Regions from separate parts of the Mus musculus genome. Here all the other regions are linked to region 1. The links are chromatin contacts, called in public promoter capture Hi-C maps. All regions are on one chromosome and are shown on one strand. Each heading gives the region's core, a stretch centred on a gene start, on an enhancer-like site or on the middle of the called end of the contact. The rest is flanking DNA. Distances are from core to core; before and after follow the strand shown. Region 1 holds the start of Tfb2m (transcription factor B2, mitochondrial). Region 2 holds the start of Desi2 (desumoylating isopeptidase 2). Region 3 holds the start of Sde2 (SDE2 telomere maintenance homolog (S. pombe)). Region 4 overlaps Gm38664. Region 5 holds the start of Cnih4 (cornichon family AMPA receptor auxiliary protein 4). Region 6 holds the start of Pycr2 (pyrroline-5-carboxylate reductase family, member 2). Region 7 holds the start of Tmem63a (transmembrane protein 63a).

Region 1 (3,955 bases), core at 160-2,659:
CCTCCTGAATGCCAGGAGCACAGACTTTTACCACCATGCCTGGGAAGAATAATTTCAATAAAGAAAGGATGTTAAAAAACAAAACAAAAACTTAACAAAATCAAGATCAGTGAACAACAGTTAATAGCTTCTGCAGTGTACTAACTTACCATGCAAAAAAGGCCATCTTCAGGTGTCAATTCTTTCCGCCCTAGAGTTTCATTAGCTAAGGGCAATCTTGAGGCTACTTGGCAGGTGACACATTCCTGAGAAACTCTTTCCTTGTGCATTTATATGCCAAGCTCAATTATGCTGCCAGCAGAGTAAGCAGAAAGGATTGTACATATTTTAAACTAAGAAGTTGATTGGCCGCAGCTTCCAGCCTTGATGGAAGGGATAATGGGCAAAGCTTTGAGTACGATCCCCAAACACCGAAATCACTCTCAAAGAAAAGGATCTTCTAACACTGCCAAAATTCCCATTAGAGTATCCTATTTTTAGTCTTTGCAATCGGCCTTTTAAATTGCATTCTACGGTACAATGTGCTTAACTAAGTTTACACAGAGAATAAGGAAGCTTCCTAAGGCTTTAATCCTTTTAAACATGGGAAGGAATTTTAAGCTTTCAAATATTAAAATTTTTCAGCCTGAAATTTCAGTCTTGCAAACATGCATATTAAAAAGAAAAGGTAAATCTTGGCCCACAGGGAGGGAAAGAAGGGAGGCACTCGGCGGTTCCTGACAACCAAAGAGGTAGCTGTGGAGGGGAAAGAAGGTATATGGGGGCAAATAAAAGCTACCCGCAGGGAAGCTGGCACAGGCGACGGGCCACCGAACAGAGACACCGACGCGGAGTAGAAGCTGCCGGGTCCCCGGGGAGGGGAGCGCGCGCGGAGAAATTGGCGCGACGCGCGACAACCGCGTACCCGCAGAAAAGCGGGGAAAACAGGAGATCCGAGAGGGGGCGGATGCGAGAGGGACCCGCTGCAACTCCGGGGAGGACAGCGCCCGGGGAGGAGCCAGCGACTCCCCACAGCTCGGCGGTCGCCGCCAGCCGGCTGATCCCCTGCAGCCGGGCTGCTGGTCTTACCTGGGCATCCGAGGCAATGCAAGGGCTACCGCCGGGCGCCGGGTCTGTTTCCAGCCCCGCGCGCTGACATGGCGGCCGACGAGCTGTCACACCGCCGGCTCGGGTCTCCCGCGGCACTGGAGGATCGGACACCTCTAGCCTTCCCGCCCCGCCTCCCTCTGCGCAACCCTCCCGGCTGGCGGCCGGACCGAGGAGCATAGAGTGCGAGACCGCGGCTAGAGAGGAAGTGCGGAGGGCGGGCGACCATAGAGTTCCAGCACGGACACACCCGGAGAGTCCACGCACAGGAGCCTGGGGGCGGAGCCTAGGCGGAAGCGGAAGCGAGTGAGCAAAGGACTGAGGCTAGGTCGTTCGCATGCGCCATTCGTAATGTTTACTTCCGCCCGGCCTAGTGTGGTGGTGAAATGTGTGCACGTGTGATGGGGTGCTCTGCGTTCTTCGCAGAGGCTACCTTAACTGGTGTTTGAGGTGGACTTTAGAGGAGGATGAGGGGACCGGCGATGCGGCTTCCCCCGCGGATCGCGCTGTCAGCGTTGGCCCGCGGCCCATCTTGCATTCTAGGGTCCGGAGCGGCGACGCGGAAGGACTGGCAAACGAGGAACCGCCGCGGCTTCTCTGACTTCAATATAGAGCCGTTGCCTGATTCTGATTTGGAGGAGTCGTCCCCGTGGACATCCAGGAATCGATCGGAGCCTACGCGTCACATAGCATGTAAGAAAGCGGCCAGGAACCTGGTACGGGACCTGCTGGAGCACCAAAACCCATCCCGTCAAATTATACTAGAGTGCAATCCAGGTGAGTTGAACAGAAGCTTTGCCCTTAGCGTTTACGTGCCCAATATCCTAAATTAGTGTTTGTTTATTGTGTATGCGCGCGTGTTTAGGTCAGAAGACGACTTAGCGAGAGTCAGTTCTCGCCCTACACTTGTGATCTCAATGATTGAAACGAAGTGTTCAGGCTTTACGCCAACCGCCATTGCCCTCTGAGCGTTCTCATTGACCCTGAATTGTATTTTTTTCTTTCTTAAGCATCACTTCTTACTGACAGTCATTTCGTTTAGACTTGACAGTAATTTTTATGGCTAAACATTCAAATAGTCCGTGAGTAAGAGGTAGTCGCAATCTTACATACTATCTTATATACTTGTTTTTCTTCTAGGAAATAGTGACATTTGTTAGGACAGTAAGTGTTGCTGTCACTGACAGACAGAAGGCTGTACAGCTTACCTGTTGAGATGTTGTGGGTTCAAGGTAACTGCCTAATCATAGTTTTCTATATGCAAAAAGAATGTTATCTGGAAACATTGTGTCGTTGAAGCTTGTGTAAAGTCGACTTTGAAAGTGACTGTGGCCGGATGCAATGGCACACACCTTTAATCCCAGCAAGAGGCAGACTGATCTGTGAGTTGGAGGCCATCGAGGTCTACAGAGTGAATTCCAGGACAGCCAGAGCTACACAGTGAGATCCTGTCTTAAAAATAGAGGAAGAGAAAGACACACACACACACACACAGAGAGAGAGAGAGAGAGAGAGACAGACAGACAGACAGACAGACAGATAGAAATGGAGAGACAGAATCAGACAGTATGTTGTTTATTTTGCAAATAAAGTTTTTCTGTTAATATACCAGGTCCTGGAATCCTGACTGGGGCATTACTTAAAGCTGGTGCCAGAGTGGTTGCCTTTGAAAGTGAAAAGACTTTTATTCCACATTTGGAGGTATATTTTTATGTTCCTAAAGTAATATATCTATAAAGACTAGGACCTGTTGAGTGTTCCATGCTTGTTGAGTTTCTGAAAGCTTGGGAGTTCTGAAATCTCTTTTCTAGTTCCTACTGGGGCCCCGAAAATGATAACCTCAAAGCATGACTCATTAATAATAAGTGAGTATTTTGGAATAAAGGACAGTTGGAAGCCCTCAGGTGTAGCTTCAGGAAGAAAGTGTTTCTGCCCTCCTGTTCTTCAAATCAAGCCCTAGAGAGCAGAACTCCTATTCTCAGGATAGACACAGAAGCTAGGACCACCTCACTGCAAAAGAAATGATAGGCCTGAGAATTACTGTAAGCTTTCTGTGTGAGAACTGCCTTTGGCCTACCTTGATTCATAGAGGATCGGGAGTTCTTTTGTCAGAAGCGTTCACCCTCTGCCCAAGAGGAACGAATGACAAACGTAGAGAGCCTAAGAATCTGAACGGAGCGGCCCTGGGTCTGCTTCCACCTTTGGTTGGTTCAGGTCACACCCCTTTTATTCCAGCTCATCCCCACAGAGCTGCCCATTCTCCATTGACTCTCAGCGTGAAGTTGGACACTTTCTCTAGATCTACATAGGAACACTTGTTACATAGGCTCCCATTAATTTGTGGTTACACTTTTCAGTTGTTAATCTACCTTTTGTTAAATGAGTGTAGTTTATTCCCTTAAGATCAGGAGGAACTATGTCCCATCTTACCTTCCTATACAGTCTAGCTGAATGATATATAATTGGTCACTAAGCTCATGTCCCCATCTTCAGTACTGTGCTGTGGCTCTGCCCTGTGTGAACTTAACTTTCAAGAGTAAGTGCTAAGGTTAGGTTAATGGTGGTACACTGTTCTCTCTGAGTTTACTTAGGACTTCAAGTGAAACCAAAAAGGGTTGAGATGGATAAGCACAGTTGCAGAATGCTGCTGTTGTTGTTTTTTTTCCCAAATGATTGTTTCAGTGTTTCTGAGTCTTTAACTGACAGTTAACCATTAGAGAAGAAATTAATTCAGGAAACATCTATATCAGGTTCCTGAAAGCAAGAAGAAAGAATGGCCTGAATTTAAAGGTGCTGCGAGACAACGAAAATCTTGTGGAAATAGCTACAATATCTAAAGATCAAACTGTTTAAAAATGAAACTTTGGAA
Region 2 (3,881 bases), core at 536-3,035, 1.4 Mb after region 1:
TGTTAGTCATACAATACGCATGCTCTTCTCGAATCTCCTGCTCCAGTTATCCAACTTTTCCCTTCATGATTAACTTTTCCTAGTCTGTTACTCTACCTCTCATCTCCAGACTTACACTGGAACCTACTAGAAGAGAAACCTCGCTTCTAGTTACCAGCAGACCATGCCCTGTCAACGTTAACTTCTAGATATAGCATGAGGAATCCTTTTCTATCAATAGCTCCCTGTTCATTTAAAAATTTATAAACAATACAAAGAAGAAAGAGCTTAGAGCTGTAATTAAGAGCCAAGACTTCTTACTGTTGAATTTCTTCTAAGTACTTTTAAGCCAACAGAAATAATGCTGGAGAAATTTCATGTGTCAATGCATAGCCAAGAAATTTCAGGCTTTTCAGGGGAAGGCTATCCTTTACAAAACAAAAATTAAGTAACCAAAGGAGAGTGAACACACCCAAACGTAGCCTCCCTGCGGCGATCATTCTCTACCAGGTGCTTCTTCTAGGGGTATTATTGCACTTGGAACCTGAGGGGATCCAGCCTTTGAACCCTAGCCTGAATGTTTTCAGTTCTTCAAAGTTAGATGACATAATAAACAAGGCTGTCTTTCCCTCTCTAGCGGTCACGTCATCCACCTGTTGCATCACCTGGAAAGTGGCCTTCGGATTCTAGGATCACCTCTGTGATCGCTAAATAATTCAATGGCGCTATTTTCTACATAAATTTTCGCTTCTTTCATTTTTATGAGGATGCCTTGGAGGTGAGGGTGTATTGGCTCCGGTTCACCTCTGGGGAGACGCTAGCATCCGCATCGAAGCTGTGACTTTCTAGACTTGAAGGGCTTGAGAGTTGTCGGAAGCCTCGAGCATTTGGAGACAGACAAGGGCCAGCAGGAGCAGGGCAGAGGGGAGCTGAGCAGCTTAGAGGCCAGGTGGCAGTTGGGAGGGAGGTCGCCCTGCGACCGAAGCTTCGCGGATAGGACACGGCTCATCCGCCCAGGGGTCGGGCCCACAGCCAGGGGAGCTGAGGGCTGGGACGAGGCTCGAGCCCAAGCCCTCTTTCGGACTGACTGGGACACCTCCAGGAGGCGCGCGGGCCAGTCTCGGGATTAGAAGACAGCGCGACTGTCCCCTCCCCCCACCCCTGAGAACTAAGCTGGAGGCGGAGGCGCGAGGCAGGAAGCACCGGGCCGGGGTCCCGACCCCTGACAGGGCCGGCCAGCGCGGGCCGCCAGGGGACGCACTCACCATGTCGTAGACGTTGAGCACCACTAACTGGTTAGCCCCCATCCTTCTCCCCACGGCCGCCGCCTCGTCCTCCAGCCGCTCGGTCTCCGCGGGGCGGAGGCCGCTGCCACCCCCGCGGGCGCCTCAGGCAGGGCTCGAGCCGGGCACTAAGCGTCCAGCCCGGCCCACCGCAGCCGGGGCGGAAGCATCCGGCAGCCGGGACCGCTCCCGGGAGACGCTGTCAGAAACCTGTACGAGGACCCGGCCAGACAGGTGGAGAGGCAGCTCCAGCTCAGGCGCCTCCCCTCGGCCGCAGACACGTGGGGGAAGGCGGGGCCTGGGCGAGGGGCGGGCTTTAGGCACCCTGGAGGCGGGGCCGGCCAGGATCCAGGGATGAGCCCGCCTGCGCGTTGAGGCTCTCAGGCTCTGCAGCTGGAGACCTAAAATGGCGACAGGCCGGATGCCTCTTCACCCTGGTGGCTCGAGGTCGCAGAAAGACTACCGTTCCCAGAAAGCAGAGGGAGAACCCGCGATTCCTATTGGGCGTGTAAGCAGTCTGACTACATATCCCAGCATTCACCAGGATATTGTAGGCACTCACGTCTCCCTGGGAGACTACAGTTCCCAGAAAGTCCTGCGAAGAGTTTGTCAGGGGAACCTTCGCTGTTCGTCCTTGGCGAGCAGAGACTCCATTTGCCTTTTAGTTTTCAGTGCTGTTTCTGGTGTTTGTAGCGTGAGATGTGAATCCAACGCAATGTGAAGAAGTGATGACTAAGTTTTCCAAAGCCCTTCTGCTTTTTTTTTAATTTTTGAAAATATAGAAGTGAGGCAATAAAGGGAGGAAGGTTACCCTTGTAAAAGTAGGATGTAAGAAAGTCTCCTTTAACCCTCAAAACGGAATTCACATTTCGTGAATGACAGAAAGCTAGTCAAATATAAGAGAGCCAAGAATTCCAATTAGAGGAGACAAAAGTACATAGACATAAGACATGTTTTTTGTACTTAAGGAACAAAATAAAAGTTCTCTGTGGCTAGAATATAATGAGCAAAGAGGTGATCTGTGGACAGGCAGTTAACTGGTCAGAAGACATCCTGAGTTTTCAGTTAGCTGAGATTGAATATCTATTTTACATTTTAGATTTATCAATTGTGTGTGTGTTTGTGTGTCTCTGTGTGTGAAAGAGTGAAAGAGACTGAGAAAGACAGAAGACAGAGACAAAGACAGCAAGGGGTGCAGGTGACCAAAGAGGACAGAGGGCAGGGATGCTCTGCAACCGAAGTTATAGGCTGCTGTAAGTTGCTTGACCTGAGTGTTGGGAACCAAACTGAGATCCTCTGCAGAGCAACAAGTACTTTTAGTGGGCAAGCCATCTCTCCAAACTCTGAGGTTGGATTTTAAATGAAGAGTTGGTAGGGTTTGAGCCAAGGAACGACATGAATATGTACATAAGTCTCTTAAAAGATTGCTTGAGAGCTAGAGAGAAAGCTCAATGCTTAAGAGTACTGGCTGCTCTTCCAGAGGTCCTGAGTTCAATTTCCAGCAAACACATGGTGGCTTACAACCATCTATATTTGGGATCAGATGCCCTCCTCTGATATGTCTGAAGACAGATATGATGTACTCAGATAAATAAATAACTTTAAAAAATTAAAAATTGCTTGAGTTTCTGTGTGAAATTTTAATGAGGCAAGGGAAATAGAAACATGACCATTAACGTGGTAAATTGTAAAAGTGGCTTCTCAAATTATATATGACCTTTGATGCCTCTCTCTACTGTCTTTAGCAAGCTTTGGCTTGATTTGGTCAATGGGTTATTAACAGATATAATGCAAGAGATTTAAAAGGCACTTTGGATTTGTGGCTTGGTTTCTTCCTCATCTTGGGAGTCTAGTGACCAGCCTTATATTAAAAAGTGTGGACATTAAATTTGTTGGGGGAGTTAGGGGTAGTCTCAAAAATAGGTCCTGGATGTTTGACAAATTTGGGTAGATAGTATGTTATTCATAATATATCAAACATTTGAGGGAGAAGCAGGTTAGAAAGGGAAATGAAATTACTGTTAGGTCATGTTATATTTTCAGTGCCTTTTAGAGTCTCATGAGATGTTGAGTAGGCATTTGCATAAATGAAATGGAGTCACAACCATTAATCTGACTAAAATAAACATTTCAGTAGAACTTAAAGCCTAGAGACTTGTTGGGCAGTCTTTCTGTTGCTGTGATAACACCTGCTCTGACAGAAAGCAGCTTAGGGCAGAACAGGTTTAGGGGTCACAGTCTATCACAGAAGGAAGTCAGGACAGGGCAGGAACTTAAAGCAAGCACCTTGGAGGAGCAGTGCCTGCTGGCTCAATCACTGGTTTATGCTTGGCTAGCTTTTTTAAGAAACTCAAGACAACCTCTCCAGGGGATGTAACACCCAGGGTATACTGGGCCCTCTTATATCAATTAGTTAAGACAATACCCACAGGCTAATTTGATAAAGGTAATCCGTTAATTGGAACTTCTTTTGCAGATGACTATAGGCTATGTGAAATTAAGGGTTGAAGCACTAGGAAATATTGAAAAAATGCAGCTGGAAAGAAATATTAAAAGGGGGAGGAGGTGGGAGGTCAGGCTAAAGAAGGCAATATGGGGAGGACAACTAACATGAATAGC
Region 3 (4,071 bases), core at 209-2,708, 1.3 Mb before region 1:
CCTTAGTAAGCTGCTTGCACTCACATTTACTGTTGTTAAGTAACAGACAGACTCAAATGCTCTCTGATAACTGCTTCTGCTTACCTGTTCTCCAAACTCAATTCTATTGGGGGTTTTTTCTGGATGTCTGGACTCCCATAGTCCATGTACAGTGCCTCTGTTAAATCTAAGGACGAGGTGATAGGAGGCTGTTTTGCTTTCAAGCAGGGTTTCACATAGTCCAGGCTGCCCCAAAACCACTATAGAGACGTGGCTAAGAACCCCCAAACCTCTCAAGTGCTGAGATTAGAGGCATACACCACCAGGCCCAGCCTTATTTCTGTGTCCTTTCAAAAAAGTGTATTTCCAACACTCCTCATTGTTAAGATTCTATTGTTTATGGATCAATTTTAAGTTTAAAAATAAAACTTGAAAATTATTCTTCAAATACATTGAAAAGTCACCTGTTTTGGAAAGTATCTGAATTCGAATGGCTAAAAAAAGGTTCTGTTTTTCTTACTAGACCGCAGAATAGAGAAGAAAACAAAGGCTAGATGTGGTGGGACACACCAATAATCCCAGCCCTCCAGTATGTTCAGAACATCCTGGGCTACAAGGAAAGACTTTCTTGTCCTTGTTTTTTAAAGGACAAAGAAATTAGAAAATCACATATTCTTCTTGGAACTCATCCAAGTCTCTTTAGGAACAGATTTGGTATTTTAACATTTGTTATGTTTCTACATAACAAGCAGAGAAAACAGACTACAACGAAGGCGCAGTCATACAGAAAAACTGTTCTATACCAAACGCCCAGATTAAAATTAGACTCAGGGAACCCAGTAAACTCTTTAGATGATTGAAGAGGTTTGAGATTTCCTAGTCAGTATAAGCCTGCTTCTTTGGGAATTAAAGCTTAAAACTTTAGAAGCACTTAACCAGGGTTTTATATCCACATGGCAGAGTCTAAAGAGGCCCAAGAATATCTGTGAGTGATTGGCTCTGTCAGGATGACTCCATATCCTTCTCTAACCGTTCTTTGGCCTGGATGGGTGTCCTGAGGGTCGGTAAGAAAGCATATTCCTATCTATAATGTGAATGTAAGAAGAGAACCTTAAAGGTATCATTTGGGGGGATAAAAGAAACAGAACGAGAGTTTGTAGTCGAGGTTGGACAAAGCGCAGTAAATGGACGGAGATTCTCTTACGACGTGGGGACAAAACAACGACTGCCATAGACTAGCAGAGGAATGTCCCCATATTAGTCAGAAACACCCAACGACGAACCCAGCCTGGCTTGGTGATCTCTTTCCCCCATTTCCCGGGAACCGCCATCCTCACCTGTTCCTGGCAGTGTCGGTAGATCACATCGCGCACGGAGCACCCAACCGAGGCACACGGCAGCGCCTTCCACACGGTACCGGGGCCGCGAACCCACGCCACCACCGCAGCCTCCGCCATTTCGTCTGGTGACGGAACCTCTGGACTGCGACAGGCACTAGGCGACACAGCCATCCGGTCGCATCTCGATGACGGAAGGCCTCGTCTTCCAGCGCCCCGCCTCCCGGGTTTCCACCACTCACCCCCGCCTTTCCGGAAGGCGGTCACGTGGCCCGGCGTCACGCGAGCTGGCGTGGGGGAGGGGGACAGGAAAGGCCTGCCTGAGGCCGATAAGACCGCGGAGCGCTGGAGCTAGGCGTTGCTAGGGGCGGTTGCTAGGGCGGGGCTCAAGGGACTGGCTATAAAGGGCGAGCTCTGGGCGCGGTTGCTGCGCTTGGGCTACAGCGCTTTGGCTGGGGGTGATAAGCTGCCCGTGGCTCCGCCCAGCGCCGCAGGCCAGCGCGCCACTCCGGTTTGTGCAGCTATTTTTGGGATTGGGAGGGCTGTGTCCCAGGCAGCCACTGCTTCCCGGTGCTGCGGGGAGAAAAACGGCTTCCTCTACCCGCGAGGCCTCCCAGTCCTAGAGAACGGCCCCCAGTGGTCCCCAAACCGCAGCCCCGGCCTGCGTAGTTCCCTAGAGGTTTATGTTCATTTCCTGAACCCCCCTTCACGTTCCTTCCATCACGTTCGGCTCGTTCCTATTTTTGCATGTTTGCGCTCTGCGCTGTCCCCGCTTCAGCTGTGTTTTCAAAATATTTCACAGCAAATGGGCCCTTGTGAACGGCAGGGGCGGGAGTGACGTTTATAGCCATACTGCTTCCAAAAACCCCCGCTGTAACGTTCTTTCTGTGCCCTGGGAACACTCGCGCAGATTTTACAGAGAACAACTTTAAGGTTCGGGTGCTGAGGGAGGCCCTTAATATTTAATATGCTGAGATGATGTTGTCTCTGAAATACTAAACAATTTAAAAGCTGCTAGCATGAAGCTGGGAGGATTATCGGGAGGATAACTCAGTCTCCTGAACACAGATGCCCTGGCCCGCAGAGCCATATTCTCGGCTGTTAAGATGCAGGCCGATGGAACTAATCGCTGAGGAGAAAGCACAAAATCTTGAAATCCTTTAACTGTGAAAATGAACAAAAATAGGACTTGCAGTTCTGTGGAGTTATAGATCTGTTGGTGCACACAGGCGGGAAAGCGGGCCTCCATGAAGATTCCAGGAGATGAAGAATAATTACACAAAGCATGTTGTGCATAGAAGCAGTATTTTATGAGTGTTGTAGTAGTAACCCAGAGGCCTACAGGCGTCTCATCCGATACGTAAGCAGGACAAACTGGGAAGCATGTGACCTTCCAGACAAACTGGGAAGCATGTGACCTTCCATCTTTTCCCATTCTGTCCGTTAGCATGTGGTCCTAACTGCTAATTTATTTTTTTCACCTTTTGGGAATCAAATGACCATTTCAAGAGCCTGGCAGCTTCTTCTTCTGCAAGGAACCAGATCATGGTCAGTTTAGGGTTATGTAACATTTCTTTGTCAGAATAATGCTTTGTAAGCTGGAAAGTCCCAGAAGGATTCCCTTCTAACAAGAAAAGTCCACGTCATTTATTACAACTATCTACTACTGCTCTCCAAAAACCTAATGTCTGAATGAATTCACTCTTTACCCCTCGGTTATATTTAAATCTCTGTTATGAAGAAGACCCAAGCAACCAGCAAGCATTTGTCATTTAAAATACAAAATAACCATTATTAGCTTTTCAAGGACACAGACCTCTTGAGCAATCTATAATCTGTTAAACCTTCACAATGAGCTCCTTACACCGTGAAATACACAAAATAGATGTTACATAAATATTAGTTGGCTGTTTGATGGATTACAGTCTAACTTAATTATTCCTGGTGTGCATCTAAAGAAACATATTTTCCACTAACTTAGGACATTCTACTCGGAGGATACAGAAACCAATTTGAATTGGTACCTATAAATTCATTTAAATAGTGAGAGAGAGAATGAGACTTCAGAGTTGAAAGGCATGGCCAAGAACATGATATATACTAACTGAGGAAAGAGCTAGAAACAACTGGTTAGCTTGGCTGCTGGAGCTATGTTGTCATACCCAGTGCCCAGTGCTGTGGGGTGAGGCTTGTGAGTGATTGTGTAAAAAGAGAGCCACCTTCCCCCATCTCATGGTTTCAGATGAAGAAATGACAGGAAGGCACTTGTATGGTTGTGACAAGTTAATGGGGGGGGGGGGGAGGTGGGGAGCAGTTCCTCAATTGCCAAATCCATGCAGCTGTGCCCTGTGCTCCTAGGACCACACTTGGCGCTCGTTCAGATAAGCCACACTGGCTTTGTTCCTGCCTGTGTTCCCAAAAGAATGACTCCAGCTGTACATCTGCTTTTTAAGGACCGGTTCAGCTGCCAGGAGAGAGACACGATGGGATCCTGAGGCAATGTGGAGTGATTGTTCACTGCCAGGAAATGACAGCACGAGACAGTGTTTGTGTGGCAACCCATGACAGGGGCTTGACGGAGCCAAATGGCACGTTGTTCTGCTCGAGCCAGAAGCAGAGCAGGGTCCTGGCACTTCCCACAAACAAGAGTGAGGCTCCCAAAGCAGTGACTTCTCCAGGTTGTGTCCATGTGTGACTCGCCAGACACTCTTCTGTGTTTCCAGCCATGTTCAGGCTCAGCGGGAAGGAAATACTG
Region 4 (3,939 bases), core at 132-2,631, 1.7 Mb before region 1:
ATCAGGTACCTTCTTCACACCGGCCTTTCCGACACGATGACTTGGCTGCAAGTGACAGGAAGAAGCGGGCATGCGGAACCTCATTCCTGAGAGCGTTTGTGCATCAGTTAGGAACAACAGGGCCTTTTTATGTTGCTATTAGCAGCTGCCAGCAAGAATGCAGCGTTTTAAGGAATGATTACCTTTGGTCCTCAAACCAACTGCAGTCCACGTGTTCGCTTCTCAGCGCCCTAGAGGCGTTTTCTCACTCTGCTCTGTTCCTGCGTGTCTTTCAGCTAACTAGCGTGCTTGTTCTAAAAGCTGGGTTGTGCTTTCTCTAAAGCCTCTGTGTAGTCTCCCCTGCCTGGCATGCTCTCTGCCCGATCTTGAGAGCAGCTGATGCAGATCTCAGCCTTCAGGATGCCCCTCAGAGAGGCCCTACCTAACCACCCAACACAAAGAAAGCATCTGCGTCATGGGACCCAACTTAAAGTCTCGGCTTAGCACTGCGCGCCATGTGATTTATTTCCTGTTTCTTTCTTTTTTATTTTGGGTCTTCCTTAGAAGACAGAATCTAAAATGAGCATTTACAGTGATGTGAGCGTATAAAAATATAAGTTTCATAGGAACTCCATAGGAGTCTGTCTTGTTCACCACATAGTTCCAGGGCCTAGAACAGCACCTTAGACATACGGCAAGTGCTTTAGACATTGGTTGGAGTTGGACGGAGAGTTGGGTGGAGAGAAGAATCCATTTGGCAAATGCCTGCCAGGTACCTGTGGTGGACCGAGACTGCAGTAAGGCCTTCCTCAAAGGCAGAGCTTGGTAGGGTAAGAAAACCGCTTCTTCCCAAGATGATTCTGAGGACAACCTCCATGGGGATTTAGGAATGGTCATGTGAGGAAAATCACAACAGATGCACAGACTATGAAAGCACTCTGAAAGCAGGAGATCTGGGGTAGCTGGTGTGAGGGATAGAGGGCCATAAAAAAGAGGCCAACTTCTAAGTCTCTGGATATTGGATTGTGGCTTATATGTACAGAGAACCATCCAAAACACTTCCAAGTGATACTGTTTTTATTCCTTACTATAATGATCTTGGTAGCAGTAAAGGCAACTAGTTAGGAAACAGCACAAAGCATTTAGGAGGCTGTCATCTAATCCAGATTGGGAGGGGGAAAAAAAAGCAAAATATTAATGGCAATGGTGACAGGAGAAAAGATCTGGGTCTGGAGCTAAACAGGAGGCCCCTGGCTCCCGTGAACGAGTGGAGGCTGGCCTAGCAGCCGGCTATGTGCGAGCACAAAGTTTGTTTATCTGCTTACTAAGCGAGTCTGTGCAGAGTCCCTCTGGCGAGGGTATGCAGACCTACAGAGCCGTTGACTTCTCTGCTAAGGACACACATGCGGTTTCAGCTCACAGCCGTTTCTGGAGGCACACACTGGTCCATCACCACAGAAGCGTGACTATTGATCTAAATATAGACACGCTTGTAACCTCAGAGAGACAAAAGACCAGAAGTCAGCTTCCAGTTAGTTCAAGGAAATCTTAAGGTGATAAAACTGATAAATCAATGGATGTTATACTTCTCCTGTCAATTTGACCTAACGATTAAGCTAGGATTACCTCACCTTCTCTTGACCTTAGTGTATAAAGTCGCTCTTAGACCTGTGTACAGCCTCAGCGCAATGCAAGGTGCAAGGCATTCCCAACAGTCCCCACGAGACACCTCACACCCGCTAACTAAGTTCAGAGCAAGCAGAGCATGCTGGCTGTGCAGACACCGCAGGAATCCTTGAATCCCTCCCTTGTCCTCTGGTCTCCATCTGCAGCTACCATCTACCATGCAAGGTCATCCAATTTGGGCAGCACAGGTTCTGGGACCTGCCACCTCGGGTTTGAACACTGGTGTTGCCACTTATGAGTTATGTGATTTGGTCATTAGTCTTAAGGTGCAGTTTCTGCCCTCATTTAAAAAAAAAATGAAGAAGGGGGTCTGGGGAGATGGCTCAGTGGTTAAGAGCACTATGTGTCCTCTGAAAGAACCAGGGTACAATTCCCAGCACCCACATGGCAGCTCACAACTGTCTGTAACTCCAGCTTTAGAGGATGCAACACCCTCACACAGACGCAGATAAAATAAGAACTGTTTTAAATGAGGACTATTGGGAGATGGAGAGACTCAGTGGTTGAGGGCTCTTGCTGCCTTTGCAGAAGATCTGAGTTCAGTTCCCAGTACTCATGTCACATAGCTCACAACTGCCTGTAACTTCAGCCCCAGGAGGTCCAGCACCCTATTCTAGGCACCACAAAATATGTGGCATACTCTCACACAGATACATACACATAATTCCTTTTCAAAGAATAGTGTTAACTGGCCTATCTTATGAGGGTAACTGTGATTATTAAAGATATTAATATTTGGGCTGGAGAGATGGCTCAGTGGTTAAGAGCACTGACTGCTCTTCCAGAGGTCCTGAGTTCAATTCCCAGCAACCACATGGTGGCTCACAACCATCTGTAATGAGATCTGACACCCTCTTCTGGAGTGTCTGAAGACAGCTACAGTGTACTTATATATAATAAATAAATCTTTAAAAAATATTAATATTCAAAAAGTAGATAAAACCCACCCAGCACGTGGCACTCAATAAACATAAGCTAAATGTGCTACCACCATGGTGCCCAATGGTCTTAGGAGGCCCCTGGTGGGTCCTGCCACAGGCAAAAGCTCTAGGAGTTCATCAGGAAGTAAAAGCCAATGCCCTTCTTCCTTCTTCCTTACTATGCCAAGGGGGTAACGAGCAGCTTAGATCCCGAGTGTTCTGAATTACCAGAGACCCCAACCTCTCACCTGCTGCCCCCCCCCACTCCTTCTCCATGATACCCACTTCCAGAAGACCAGAGAAAGACAGACGTCCATATCCCCACCCCCAGGCTAGAAGACAGGCACTGGTGACACACACCACGACATCCTCCCTTTCCTAAAGCTTAACCTGTGTCAGGTGGGTTTAGCCTGGCCCCAGCTCCCTCAGGATGCACTTGGCCCATCACAGTCTTCCATCATCCTCAGTAGACTTCAGAGTCTCTCCTCTCAACCTTGTTAAACGGTGACTTGAAGGCTGAAGCTTTGAGAAGAATCAGACACCAGATGTACTGAAGACTGGCAGCGGGAAACAATCACAAGCTATTGAAACACAGTCAAGGCTGAAATCCAGGCCTGACACAGGCTTTTCATGTATCCTGATGATGAAGTACCTGCCCATAGCCTAGCACTGGGGCAGGGAAAAGAAAATGAAAATCCAAATGGGATACCATTTAACTAGTAAATAGGAATAAAGCCAACAAAGGATGTGAGATTCCTGTATAAAGAAGTCACAAAGCACCCAGGAGGAGAGCAAGCATGGGATTAGTGGAGTGGCTCAGCTGCTGACCCCAAAGTCCAATGACCAGAGTTTAATTCTTGCAACCCACAGAAAGGTAAAAGAGGAGAATCAGTTTGCATAAGTTGTCCTCTGACTTCCATGTGCACATCTTGGCATGCACATGTATGTCCCTCTCCTACACAAACAATAATAAATAAAAGAAAAAGGAAAGATTGTGTTTTTTTTTTAAAAAGATACAAAGGTGGGCATAGGGGTACATACTTGAAATCCCAGCACCCAAGAACATGGCTGTATAGTAATACTTAGTCAAAGAACAAAGAAAAATGAGGAAGACAAGTAAGAGGAGGAAGAGAACAATAAAAACAGAGAAATATTCCATATTCTTTTAGGGAGGTGGTAGTGGTGGTGGTGGAGGAGGAGGAGGAGGAGGTGCTGATGCTGGTGATGGTGGTGGTGGTGGTGGTGGTGGGGTTTGCAGACAGGGTTTCCTCTGTGTAGCCCTGGCTGTCCTAGAACTTGCTCCAGAGACCAGCCTGGCCTTGAACTCAAGAGATCTGCCTGCTTCTGCCTTCTG
Region 5 (3,708 bases), core at 529-3,028, 1.6 Mb before region 1:
TGCTTGCAGGATGAAACCCCCCCCCCATCTGATCTAACCCTCCTTTCCCATCTGATCTCATGATGACCCTAAGGAACCATGAGCTCCTGATCTTTACCCATCACACAAAAATAAGCATGCCTGCCCTGCACCTTGCTCTGACCAGTGACTGCAAATATCTGTCCCCTTTCCCCTGTAGATTTCTTCACTATTCTAATTCCACACACTCCTATAGTTTACATGAAATCTACTCTGACCATTTCCCACCTACTCTCTGTAACGCAATTACTCCAACAATCCTACAACACTGTAAAATCTGAATTCTCACCAAAATGTGCCCTGACTGTGTAACCACTGTTCAACATTCCAGCTAACATGTACATATATACATGATCTGTTATACACCAAGACTGTTTTAATGATCAAATTTTCCAAACTACAAAAATAATAAAAAATTGTTGTTGCATTTCTGTCAAACAGCTCTGGTCCCTTATATCATAAGCTAAACAATGGTCATTGGAACTTAGGTAAGAGATCTTGCCCTTTTATTCAGTTCCTCAAAGCTAATAAAACACAGGGCTCTTTGCATGAGAAATCATCAAAGTAAGAACTGCTGCTAGATAATTTCAATTGGGCAGCCACTGGGTGTTTGACACAAATTCTCACTGTGTATATTTAGGAAATACATATCTACAATCCTAAAGAAAATCGAAGCAGGTAAGATACAGTACTGGGCAAGGTTCATAGTTCCAAAGTTTGTTTCTTCCTATTAAGACAAACTGTCAGTTCATCATAAAAGCGGGAAATATATTCTGTGCAGCCATTCCAGGGCTGCACAAACAAAAAGTTCAATTCGATCAGAAAAGAGGACGTGATTTCATAGGGAAAGGGGCAACAGCCACAGGTCCTGGAGCACTTTACTAGTCATATCTAATTACTTAAAAGTGGTCTGTGCATTACACTACTGCATTACAGCAGCGTGCTGTAACAAAGACTATCATCCCCCAAGGACTGAGAGTACTGAAGTCACATCACACAACTACTACAGTGCTAGGCTGAAGAACACCATGTACTGGTCTGGAAAATACTGTTTGAAACCTGTAACAGAAACAACTATAGAAAATACTGAATGTTAACACGGATTTTATATATATATATATAAAGTTTAGAAACTGGGGATTAAGCCACAGGTATAGTTACTGAGTTTACAGATAGTCCACTGCGGAAGGCAACCAGAAACACTTTGTGGATGCTTCTTTCAAAAACCCTAAAGAACTGCACGTGAAGGAAGCACACCGCCAGTTCTTGGAATGAGTCATCTCCTGGGTGTGGGGAGTCTCCAGAAGGGCAGACACCCACAAGGACAAAGGGGCAAGGGTGCTGCCGGGGACTAGAGAAGGCGGCAAAGCCTCAGGCCGGCCGGCTATGCCCCTGAACGGCTTCGCTCTCTCGGGGACCCCCGGCGGCCCAGGCAGGCGAAGAGGAGGCAGGGGGAGCTGGCTCAGGCCCGCCCGAGGCGCAGCGAGGCTCCTCCGCTCGCGACCCGGGCCCGCGCCGCCGCCCCCTCACCCCAACCTGCCAGCGCCCGCCGGGCCCACCCTCTGCCCATTGCCCCGGCGGTAGCCCTGGGAACGAGCGGCGGCCGCGGCCCGCTTCAACCAAGGATACGAAGTAGACGGAGAGGAAGATGAGCGCGCAACAGTCGAGGAGCGAGAAGAGGAACACCACCGCCTCCATCCTCCGCCGCCGCTCCGCCCGTCAAACCAGCTTCGGGCCGCGCCGCTGGGATAGGCGGCATGCCGGGAGTTGTGGTCCAAAAACGCCACCTCCGCGACGCGATGCATGATGGGAAATGAAGTTCACTAGTGCCCAGGGAGCATAGCAGGTGGACCTCACCCTCATTTAGTATCCACTGCATGAAGTTACTCACCCTGTATGAAATTTTCTGTCTCTCTTTTACTTTGTATCCATCCTTCCTTGCCTATCATATGAAATTTTCTGTCTCTCTTTCACTTTGTATCCATCCTTCCTTGCCTATCATTGTTGGTTTCTGTGGAATGCGCTTTGTATGCGAGTGGTATGATCTTGCTCTGTAAGCCCAGCCTGGCCTCTAACTTGGGTCTCTTTGCATTGGGATTATTGGCATAGGTCTCCACACATGGCTGCTTTAACGCCTGTTCTCTACCCTCCTGCATTCTATAACTTTTCATCTCAAATACAAAGCCACTGAGTTCTGCTCTTCAGTTCCTGACCTGTTTCCCCAGCACTTACCCAGTTGCTTGCCAATTCTTGATAACAGCAAGCTTTCTCACCTCTGAATTTGAAGAATTTTACAGAATCCAGTTATCAACCTTTTTTTAAAGAGGGAGGCAAATAATTTTTACTACACCCTTACTATAGACCAAGAGCTACTGTACACTTCAAGTGCAGAGATGAACAGAGCAAACAACTGCTCTGGTGGTTAAAAGGGCAATAAAGTAGCAACTAAATATTCAAAACAGAACTTGGGTGGGTTCTGTTGCCTTTGGAAGCCAATTCCAGCAGCCATTCACTCGCTCATCCATTTATTTAACTTTCATTTTAAATTTAAATTTAAAGCAGGTAGTGTATGTGAGGCACTGTTCTAGGTCTTAAGAGACACAATGAACAGAGAGGGGAGGCACCCACAAGCCTGCACCTTGCATAGTAAGTGTAGGGGAGATAGAATAAACCACAGAAATTAAAAGCAGTCCCAAGTACCCTGAAGGGCAGGAAGAAACCCCTGAAGAGCAGCAGAGACCAGGCTGAGGGTTTCACACAGGGTTGGACGATTTACAAGGAGCAGAGAGGCCCAAGACAGTAGGCACTTGCTGTGCTTAAAAAGAAAAAAGAAAAAAAAACAGGATGGGGTAGGGGGTGTGCTGGAGGGATGGCTCCCTGGATTCCATTCCCAGAATCTGGATGGCAGCTCACAACTGTCTGTAATTCCATCTCCACGGATCCAGCACCCTTTTTACCACCACACTGGGCCTGTCCTACATCCCTTAGATGGTCTTTTATCCTGAGAAAATGTAATAGCTCACACCACAATTAACCACAATTATTTTGTTTGTTTGTTTAAATTTTTTAATGTATGGGTGCTCTACCTGCATATATGTCTGCATGCCAGAAGAGGGCATCAGATACCAATATAGATGATTGTGAGCCACCATGTGGTTGCTTGGAATTGAACTCAGGACCTTTGAAAGAGATGTCAGTACTCTTAACCACTGAGCCATCTCTACAGCACACACACACACACACACCCCACCCACCCCCACCCCCGCTAACCACAATTATTAAATTACCATTTCCCATTATGATGAATTTTGTCTTAATTCTACCTAAAACTCAAAAGCATTGTTGCAATGTCAAATACCGGGAAATGTAGCATCAGGCTTTTCCACCTGCACACAAGCTCCCCAAGATAATGACTTAATGCTTCGGGTTATTCTCTAGCTCATAACTTAATTACCCAGCTTTTTTATTCTAAGTCCCGCTACATAATTGGTTACCTATCTTCAGTGTTATGCAACTATCTCCTTCAGCATTTGGGTATATCTCCCTTGTCTAACTATTTCCCAGAATTCCATTTCCCTTTGCCGGATGTCCCATCTTCTAATCCTGCCTCAGTTCATTGGCCATAGGCTTTTTTACTGACAGGTGATGTTTCTGGACAGTACGAAAAGATTTCCTCTACAGGGAATCAAA
Region 6 (4,070 bases), core at 621-3,120, 1.4 Mb before region 1:
CAACTGAGTGTCCAGGACATAGCTCCCTCGGATCTGAGCCACTCCCAGGCCACCCCTCCTCTCACACAATGGGCACCGGGGCAACAGCACCTTCTCCACAGAACTGATGGTGACCCCGGCTGCACAGGAGACCACGATGTGCCTCTCCTGCACGTCGGCTCCAATCTCATCCAGGATGAAGGGGATGATGTGGGGCTTCACAGCCAGGAACAGGACGTCGCTGTGCCGCACAGTGTCCTTATTGCTTCGGGTCAGATTCACACCCATCCTCTGCAGTAAGGAGTAGGGGACCCTGTCCGTAATGCTAGGTAATATGGCTGAGCCCGTGCCACCCATAGAATAGCAGACCCTCTCTGTCAACTGTAGCCAACACTCTGTTCTGTGCCTTCAGGGCTCCGTGACTATCCCCAAATGGCAGCTTTCCTTTCCTGCCACCGGACAAATAGGTACAAAATGGTAAGCTGCTCCACCATGGCCAGGAAAGTGGCTGTCCCCTCAACCCCAGCAATCTCGAACCTCTCTGCCAGGTGAGAGAGAACTGATGGAAAGAGCTGAGCACCCAGAGTCTGGAAGCAGAGCTGCAAAGCCCACTCCCAACCTCACAGCTGTTTACCGGAGTAACAAGTCTCCACGGGGCCCCCTCTAGGGCTCTGAGGTGCATAGCTGGGGTCCTACAGCGTTGGGGACATAAGCCTATACTAGGCACAAACAGTATCCACAGTGCTTCATCTGCTCACCTGTCCCACATTGGCCAGATGTTAGAAGACTTGGGACATTAAGCTTTATTGAATAAAGAAACTACGTAACTCACCAAGTCCCCTAGCAACGCTGTCATTTACAACATCGGTAAGCAGAATTTTCCAGACTTAGAAGCCAACACGGGCTATGCAGTGAAATTCAAAGCAGACTAACAAAAAGAACCTTTTTTTTTAAAGAATTATTTATTTATTATATGTAAGTACACTGTAGCTGTCTTCAGACACTCCAGAAAAGGGCATCAGATTTTGTTAAGGGATGGCTGTGAGCCACCATATGGTTGCTGGATTGAACTCAGGACCTTCGGAAGAACAGTCTGTGCTCTTACCCGCTGAGCCATCTCACCAGCCCAAAAAGAACCTTTCTTATATGCCTACTTTCACCCCAGTAGGATCCGACACTAACTTTGCCTGGGAGCTCCCACCACACAAGGCTGCCTCAGAGAAGGTGCAGGGCTTACAATGATGACTTCCCTAAAGGAGAGTCGGAGCCTGCCAGACTCAGGGCATCTCCGGACACGCTTTTCCTGGGCCTCTTCCTCTTGCCCACTTCCCTCCATCCCTCCTAGCCTACCCTGAGCGCAGACACCGTGGGCAGGTCCATATCCGGGGAGCTGGCTATTATCTTGTGAGCCGACAGGACGCCTACAGAAAACAAAGTTTTTCAACTGTAGATCATGGCCCAATCATGCAGTCCATCAATGGAAGCCAACAGCAGCTCTAGCAGTGCCGGCCTCCGACGCTATGCTCCCAGCAGATGGATGCAAATCTACCATCCATTCACATTCACTCATCGCCCACCCACCCACTCACTCACTCGTTCACTCTGGTGAGAGGGAAGGCTGACCACGCGCTCACCCGCGGCCGTGAAGCCCCGCGCCAGAGCACAGGCCAGCTGGCCTGCGCCGATGAAACCCACGCTCATGGCCGCAGGATCCCGGCGAGCGCCGATCCGGGGACTCTGGGGATCCCGGGGTCAGTGTCCGCGCGTGGAAAAAGATGGACCCGAATTGCTCGGAACAGCTTTCAAACCGGGATGCACCAGATGAACTGCTAGAGAGGCCCCAAGTATCCCAGAGCATCCACCGCCAAATACGCAGCCTCCGGTTGGCCACGTGTCCAAGGCAACCAATCCGAGGCTCGGGTCTGGGGCGGACCAATCGGCATCGCCGTCAGGCCGTGCGCCCGCCTCCTGATCGCGCAGCGGGTGGAACCTGTTAGCTCCGCTGGTGCGGGTCTGCTTGGCCCTGCCTGGGACACTGGTAATTCCTGGTTAGAAGAGTTGGTTTCTAACTCTGGTTCAGGAGTGAGATCTCCAAAACGCCTATTAGAGATGTACCCCTCATGGACACCAGGCTACAGCTAGCCAGCTTCGGCATGCTCCTTCCGAAGTAGAACTAGGTAGAAAAGACGAATTACTAGATCATGATTTGTTGATTTATTTAGTGATTTCCTTAAAGCACTGCTTGCACGGCCTGTTGGCCAAGCATGACTTCTCTTGCTACCCGGAACAGGGCGACCTGGAGAAACAGCTGAGACAGTGAGAAATGACTGCTTGTTTGTCCACCCCACCTTGTGGTTTTAGAGTATACAAAGAGACCCAGCATCGAAGCTTTTCAGGAGCTGTCCCGAATCACCAGTGACATCTCCTCTCTTCCATTAGAATTGTATTGTTTATTCCCAGAAAGATTTCTCGAAACATGTCCAGACGCACCAGAGGGCTCAGGAACAGCCACAAGTTGGGTTTGACTTTTGGAAAGTGTTTCACTATGTAGCCCAGGCTGTTCTTGAACTAGTGACCTTCCTGCCTCATCCTCTTGAGGGATGGGATTATAGGCGTGTAGTACATACATTTCTATAGTATACCAATCATAAGCAGTTTCCCAACGCCACCGAAACGTTATTTTACACAAGATTCTAACGTGTATTTATTCCATTAATGGACGAACCAAACAGTTAAAGTGGAACGATTTTTTTTTTCTGGCCAGAATCTCTTGCTTTGTTGCCCAGGCTAGACTTAAGTTCCTGAACTCAATGGACCTTCCTACCAGTCTTCCTAGAATTGGAAACTACATACATACTATCTGCTTTCTTGTATTCTGCTACAGTGAGGTAGATGAATAGCTACCTTCCCACCCAGCCATTTGGGACACACCCTCCAGGAGTGCCCCACCCTGACCCTACCGTCCAGCCCTTCCCTTCCGGACCTCCCAGCCAATAGGAAAACCAGTTCAGCCTCCTCCCTCCCCTCTCCCCGGGTTCTCCGCCCCCAGCATCATTTTTATCAGTGCCTCAGGGCCTTCACCCTTGTCTTATCCTTAAGTAACACGCCTGCCCCTTCTGAGAATTAGGAAGAACCAGACAATGGGACAGAGTACTGAGGTGTCCCAGGCTAGGCAGATGGCCAATCTGCAGCAGCCAACCCTCCCTTAGCTCCCTGTATTACACAGGAATCCATGTCTATTACCCAAAAATTAGGTTCAGTAGAAAGCTATGTCTTTCTTTTTCTTTCTTCTTTCTTCTTTCTTCCTTCCTTTCTTTCTTTTTTCCTTTCTTTCTCTTCTCTCTCTCTCTCTCTCTCTCTCTCTCTCTCTCTCTCTCTCTCTCTCTTTCTTTTTCAGTATTTCAGATGAAACCCCGGCCTTTTACATATCAGGCGTGGGCTCACCGTCTTCAGTCTCACCATCGAAGGAGAACCAATATGACAGTTTTTGGAGAATAGCTCTCTATTTCCTTTGAAGACATCTGAGAATAGATTTAAATCTTGATGTCTTTGTTAGAACACTTCAGCGAGATAAGCCAGGACAGGTTGTGCAGATCTTGCAATGGCTGGAGTCTAGAGGCAGAGGCAGGATGTTTGAGAGTTCCAGGCCAGTCTGGGATATATGACAGAAGAAACCCTGCCTCGAAAAAATAAATTATGGGCTGGTGAGATGGCTCAGTGGGTAAGAGCACTGACTGCTCTTCCGAAGGTCCTGAGTTCAAATCTCAGCAACCACATGGTGGCTCACTACCATCCATAATGAGATCTGACACCCTCTTCTGGTGTGTCTAAAGTCAGCTACAGTGTACTTATTTATAATAATAAATAAATCTGTGGGCCACAGCAAGCAGGGACTGAGGGAGCAGGGTTGATCAGAGCGAGCGGGGCAGACCAGAGTGGGTGGGGTTGACCAGAGGAAGCAGAGGTCCTAAAGTCAATTCCCAGCAACTACATGAAGGCTCACAACCAGTTAAAGGGTACTCATATACATAAAATAAATAAATCTTTAGAAAAAAAAGAAAAAATGAATTAAAGTTCCAGTTTATTGTTGG
Region 7 (3,707 bases), core at 543-3,042, 1.4 Mb before region 1:
ACCAAGCCAAGGTTTCCTATGAACATCCAGAGGGCTGCTGCAGCACCCAAAGATCCCCTAAAGCTAGAACTGGGGGAAATGGGCCACCCTAGAGCAAAGAAAGAAGGCTTGGAAAAGAAAAGGAAAAATATCCTCATAAATGCTCACAGAGGGAGTGCTGTCCCAAGGAAGGGGGGTACGGGTAGTGCTGGGTGGGTAGGAAAGGTGACTCACCAATGTTGCTCTTTCAGAGGCCTGGAGGAACAGAGAAGCCTTGACCCCAGGAGGGTAACTGTGGCTGCCTTCCCCTAGTGGCCAAGCCACACTCCTAAGTCATTTTTCTCTTGCCAAACAGGTTTCCCAAGAGAATCTACAAAGTTTGGTAAGAACTAAGGAAGGGAGAGTGTTGTGGTACCCACCCATTTACCCCAACATTCAGGAGGCAGAGGCAGGTGGATCTCTGTGAGTTCTAGGCCATCCGTGGCTACATAGTAAGACCCTGCCTCAAAAGCAAAACAGAAGGCCTAAGGGCCTCCTCAACCAGGTAGCCTATTCTGCCTCATGCAGACATAAGGGCTGCTTCTCTGCCTCAATATCCCCTGTGGGCTAGAATCAGGGAAATCAAATACCGCAGAGCAAACAAGAAAGGCTTGACAAGTGAGAGGGATCAGAAGCCACAGTCCGAGACCCTCTCCTCCAGTCGGAGCAACCTGTGCCCACCCAGCAGCAGCAGAGTCAGAGGCTGCTACAGAAACATTCTCTAGGCTTTCAATGAGCCAGTCCGTTCTTGCCTTCCCAAAGGAACACGCTCTGAGAGGGCAGATGGGAGCACACCCACCAAGGGGCAGCCAAGCCAGAGAGAGAAGGCTCTGGGTGTGTGTAGGGAAGAAATCAAACAAGTCCCTAAGGGATGGAAATGCTGCTCAAAGCCAAGTGCACGCCTAGAATGTGCAAGGCAAAAGGCTGTATTCCAACCGCATCACTACGAGGAGCGAGGGGGCCTTAAAAACAGCAATTAGACACTGTGGTCTCAGGATCCCTGCCTAGGTACACACTTAGCAATAGCCACCATCCCACATCCAGTGAATATTCGTACACGCAAACGCTCAGCACTCCACCATATCATTGGCACCCCAAACTCTCAACAGGGCAGGCTCTGGGACCCAGCCAAAGCTTCAGGAGAGAAAATATGTTCCCAGGCCTTTTGCAAAAGTCCCTACAAGCTGTTGGCTCCTGTTTGGGACAGAAAGACAGCAACTCCACCTCACCCGAGGTGTCAGGTAGCCAGGCTTATCAGGTCTGGGTAAGTTGTTGTCGGATGTGGTTTCTTTGCCGTCTCAGCTCTTCCCTCCCCCTCCCGCCCTTTCCCAAGTCCCCAGTTTTCCTCCACCCGGTGCTACCCGGGCAGGAGGGAGTGGTCACCCGGACAGTACGAAGCCCGCCCAAGCCGGGTCTAGCCTCGTAAGGAATTAAAGAAAAGAGGGCTCCGACGCTGCCCTTCGGGTTAGGCGGGGAGATCCGACTCCACAAACAAACTCCAAAGCCCGCCGAGGAGGTGGAGGGAAGGATCCGCCACGCAGCCAAGAGCTGTCAGGAAGTCCCAGCGGCGCGGGGCTTGATTGGCACTCTCCAGCCACCTACCCCGCTACTGTCACCAGACAGTCCCCGGGGAAAGCGACCCGAGGCGCCCCGCCCCGCGAGGACCCGGGCCGGCGCGTCCTGGGAGGGGCTGGCCGCAACCTCCCCATCTCTGCTCCCCTTCCCACTTTACCTGCGGCGGCGGCGCGGCGCGCGCGCCCGGGGGAGTGGTCAGTCCGTACCTGGCGAGGCGGGGTGGCGTCCGCACCACTTAAAAGTTACAAAGTGAAACTCCGGCTCCTCTTGCACATGCGCAGAACTGTGTCCACGCGTTACCTAATTTGGACTCTTCGCTCGCGCCGGCCCCAGCAGGACCTCGAGCTCTGTGCGCCGGGCAGTGAACCCCAATGTGGTTCTCTAACGCTGGTCCACGCGTGGCCGTCCTCACGGAGGTCTAGGGGCGGGACCAGACCAGCTAACGCCCACAAGGCTGGGAGAGGACGTCTCCGAACTGCCTTTCCTTTGTGCCCTAGCACATCCCCACTGAGAGGGCACTGGGCCGTGCCTAGGATAGTTGCGGCGTTGGAGAGCATCTGCAAATGTTCGTGATTGAATGTCCCCAGGAAATTCTAAGCTGGCCCAGTTGGATTTCAGGGCGGGGGAACACCAGGGCGCAGTGGACCTACCCTGTTCCCAGTCCCGCCGCATAAGAGAGCCGGGACCTTGAAAGTTACAAAGCTCTGTCCTGCCCCAAATAAAGAACAACATTTCCAGCGTTCCCTAGGACCACGCGTTACTGCTCTGCCCCGGGTCACCAGCGTTGCCAACTGGGACCAAACACGCTGAGCGTCTGGTGTGTTCTGGCTGCGACTTGGAGGTTTCCAGATAACAGCGGCCTCTGGACCTGCTCTGCGCCCTCTCCCAGGACAGGACCGACGCTGGATCTTTAGGGAAATGGAGTAAGGATCCTGGAGGGGCCACTGCCTCAAACCACCCACTTGCAGGTCTCGGTTTACACAAGGAAAGGAGTGGGACCAAAGCTTGCTGCTGAGTTCTTGCCACACTGACACCGCCATGCCCGGCAAATCCTCATTCCCTAAGGCACAGTTTTGCTGCTTCTCTGACCTCACTTCCATGTTTTAGCTTTCATCTTCTACTGTAAAGATAAAAATACTCTCGCAGCCTCCCTGGTCCTGATTCTAGCCCAGCCTGCAACTATCTGAAACAGGGTGTCTCTTTCCTCTTTGGTTCTCTGTCCCTTCCCACTCCCATCCTCCAACCCCTTAAGACCTAGCTAACAGTTAATTTCCCAGAGCCATCCTCTGTCCTTGTCTTTTCTTTGTTAGGGACCCCACAACTGGCTTCTCTAGGTCCCTGGTTGTAGGCCCCCAGTCATTTATGCACTTGGCTCCTCAGATTGGCTCTGCCTGATCTTCTCCAGGCTCCCATCCCACACATCCTCATTTCTGCCTTTGTTGATCACGCTGACACCTGCCTGGCCTGTGGCCTGGGATCTAGCCCCAGTCATTAGGATAATGGCCCAGCTACCAAAGAAAAGGTTAGGGCCCTTGGTAAGGGAAGGAAAGGCTTCCCATGTCTGGTCTTCTGCAGGTTACAGTTGTCTCAAGGTCCAGAGAAGGCTGGGATGGATCAGAGTGTTTGAGTTGACAAGACCTGGGCTAGAGATGTAGCTCAAGTTGGCAGAGTGTTTGGGTAGTGTGCACGATACCTAGTGACACACAAGCCAGTCATGGTGATACAGGTCTGTACTCACCGCACTCCGGATGTGGATGGATGTGGACACAGGATGAGAAGTTCAAGGTTCAAGCTCAGGATAAAGGCGCTTACCACGAAAGCCTAACCAGCTGCGTCTCTGAGTCTCACCCACAGAACCCACTGTTGAAAGAGAGAACCAGCTCCTTAAAGTTTCCATTTGACTTCCAAAGCACTTGCTGGCTGGCACTCACACACACACACACACACACACTCACAGAAACACACACTCACATACACTCACACTCACATACTCACACACACTCACACAAACACACTCACTCACACACACTCACAGAAACACACACTCACACAAACACACTCACATACTCACACACTCACATACGCATACACACACATTCACACACACACACTCA

Evidence for each region. Promoter capture Hi-C pulls out the DNA fragments that hold promoters and counts their contacts.
Region 2: a contact with region 1 is called in a promoter capture Hi-C map of liver, with 4 times the contacts expected there. The contact joins the promoter of Desi2 here to the promoter of Tfb2m in region 1. A contact is called at or near these places in 9 of 39 promoter capture datasets (the C10 cell line, the HPC-7 cell line, cranial neural crest and 5 more), 1 of 484 Hi-C or Micro-C datasets (pre-B cells), 1 of 115 datasets of contacts at active chromatin or transcription factors (astrocytes) and 1 of 9 other capture datasets (liver).
Region 3: a promoter capture Hi-C map of pre-B cells shows a contact between it and region 1, with 5 times the contacts expected there. The contact joins the promoter of Sde2 here to the promoter of Tfb2m in region 1. A contact is called at or near these places in 2 of 39 promoter capture datasets (liver and pre-B cells).
Region 4: a contact with region 1 is called in a promoter capture Hi-C map of pre-B cells, with 5 times the contacts expected there. The contact joins the enhancer-like site here to the promoter of Tfb2m in region 1. A contact is called at or near these places in 3 of 39 promoter capture datasets (liver and pre-B cells) and 2 of 115 datasets of contacts at active chromatin or transcription factors (regulatory T cell precursor and thymic regulatory T cells).
Region 5: a promoter capture Hi-C map of liver shows a contact between it and region 1, with 7 times the contacts expected there. The contact joins the promoter of Cnih4 here to the promoter of Tfb2m in region 1. A contact is called at or near these places in 6 of 39 promoter capture datasets (erythroid cells, fetal liver, hippocampal neurons and 2 more), 2 of 484 Hi-C or Micro-C datasets (B cells and pre-B cells), 1 of 115 datasets of contacts at active chromatin or transcription factors (thymic regulatory T cells) and 2 of 9 other capture datasets (adipose tissue and liver).
Region 6: a contact with region 1 is called in a promoter capture Hi-C map of pre-B cells, with 2.6 times the contacts expected there. The contact joins the promoter of Pycr2 here to the promoter of Tfb2m in region 1. A contact is called at or near these places in 1 of 39 promoter capture datasets (pre-B cells) and 1 of 484 Hi-C or Micro-C datasets (B cells).
Region 7: a promoter capture Hi-C map of pre-B cells shows a contact between it and region 1, with 2.6 times the contacts expected there. The contact joins the promoter of Tmem63a here to the promoter of Tfb2m in region 1. A contact is called at or near these places in 3 of 39 promoter capture datasets (liver and pre-B cells) and 1 of 115 datasets of contacts at active chromatin or transcription factors (pancreatic cancer cells).

Annotation. Positions count from the first base shown.
Region 1 is chr1:179,543,730-179,547,684 of GRCm38.p6, reverse strand. Tfb2m (transcription factor B2, mitochondrial) reads left to right here and starts at 1,409. Exons shown (of 8, transcript NM_008249.5): 1 at 1,409-1,863; 2 at 2,699-2,787. The coding sequence starts at 1,554. It overlaps Cnst (consortin, connexin sorting protein), which reads right to left and starts at 1,156. Exons shown (of 11, transcript NM_146105.3): 1 at 1,069-1,156.
Region 2 is chr1:178,185,321-178,189,201 of GRCm38.p6, reverse strand. It overlaps Desi2 (desumoylating isopeptidase 2), which reads right to left and starts at 1,785. Exons shown (of 5, transcript NM_024282.3): 1 at 1,245-1,785. The coding sequence starts at 1,286.
Region 3 is chr1:180,848,538-180,852,608 of GRCm38.p6, reverse strand. Sde2 (SDE2 telomere maintenance homolog (S. pombe)) reads right to left here and starts at 1,458. Exons shown (of 7, transcript NM_145943.1): 1 at 1,317-1,458. The coding sequence starts at 1,436.
Region 4 is chr1:181,224,478-181,228,416 of GRCm38.p6, reverse strand. The region is part of intron 2 of Gm38664; the gene reads right to left. Among named protein-coding and RNA genes, the nearest start is that of Wdr26, 14 kb to the right of the region's middle. Within about 2 kb of position 1,381, at least 97 of the 459 cell types and tissues checked have an H3K27ac peak or open chromatin away from gene starts, as enhancers often do. A contact at or near this core is called in pre-B cells, regulatory T cell precursor and thymic regulatory T cells, where this site is marked.
Region 5 is chr1:181,149,001-181,152,708 of GRCm38.p6, reverse strand. Cnih4 (cornichon family AMPA receptor auxiliary protein 4) reads right to left here and starts at 1,778. Exons shown (of 5, transcript NM_030131.3): 1 at 1,648-1,778. The coding sequence starts at 1,716.
Region 6 is chr1:180,902,074-180,906,143 of GRCm38.p6, reverse strand. It overlaps Pycr2 (pyrroline-5-carboxylate reductase family, member 2), which reads right to left and starts at 1,870. Exons shown (of 7, transcript NM_133705.2): 1 at 1,614-1,870; 2 at 1,330-1,400; 3 at 91-270. The coding sequence starts at 1,680.
Region 7 is chr1:180,940,603-180,944,309 of GRCm38.p6, reverse strand. It overlaps Tmem63a (transmembrane protein 63a), which reads right to left and starts at 1,792. Exons shown (of 23, transcript NM_144794.2): 1 at 1,751-1,792.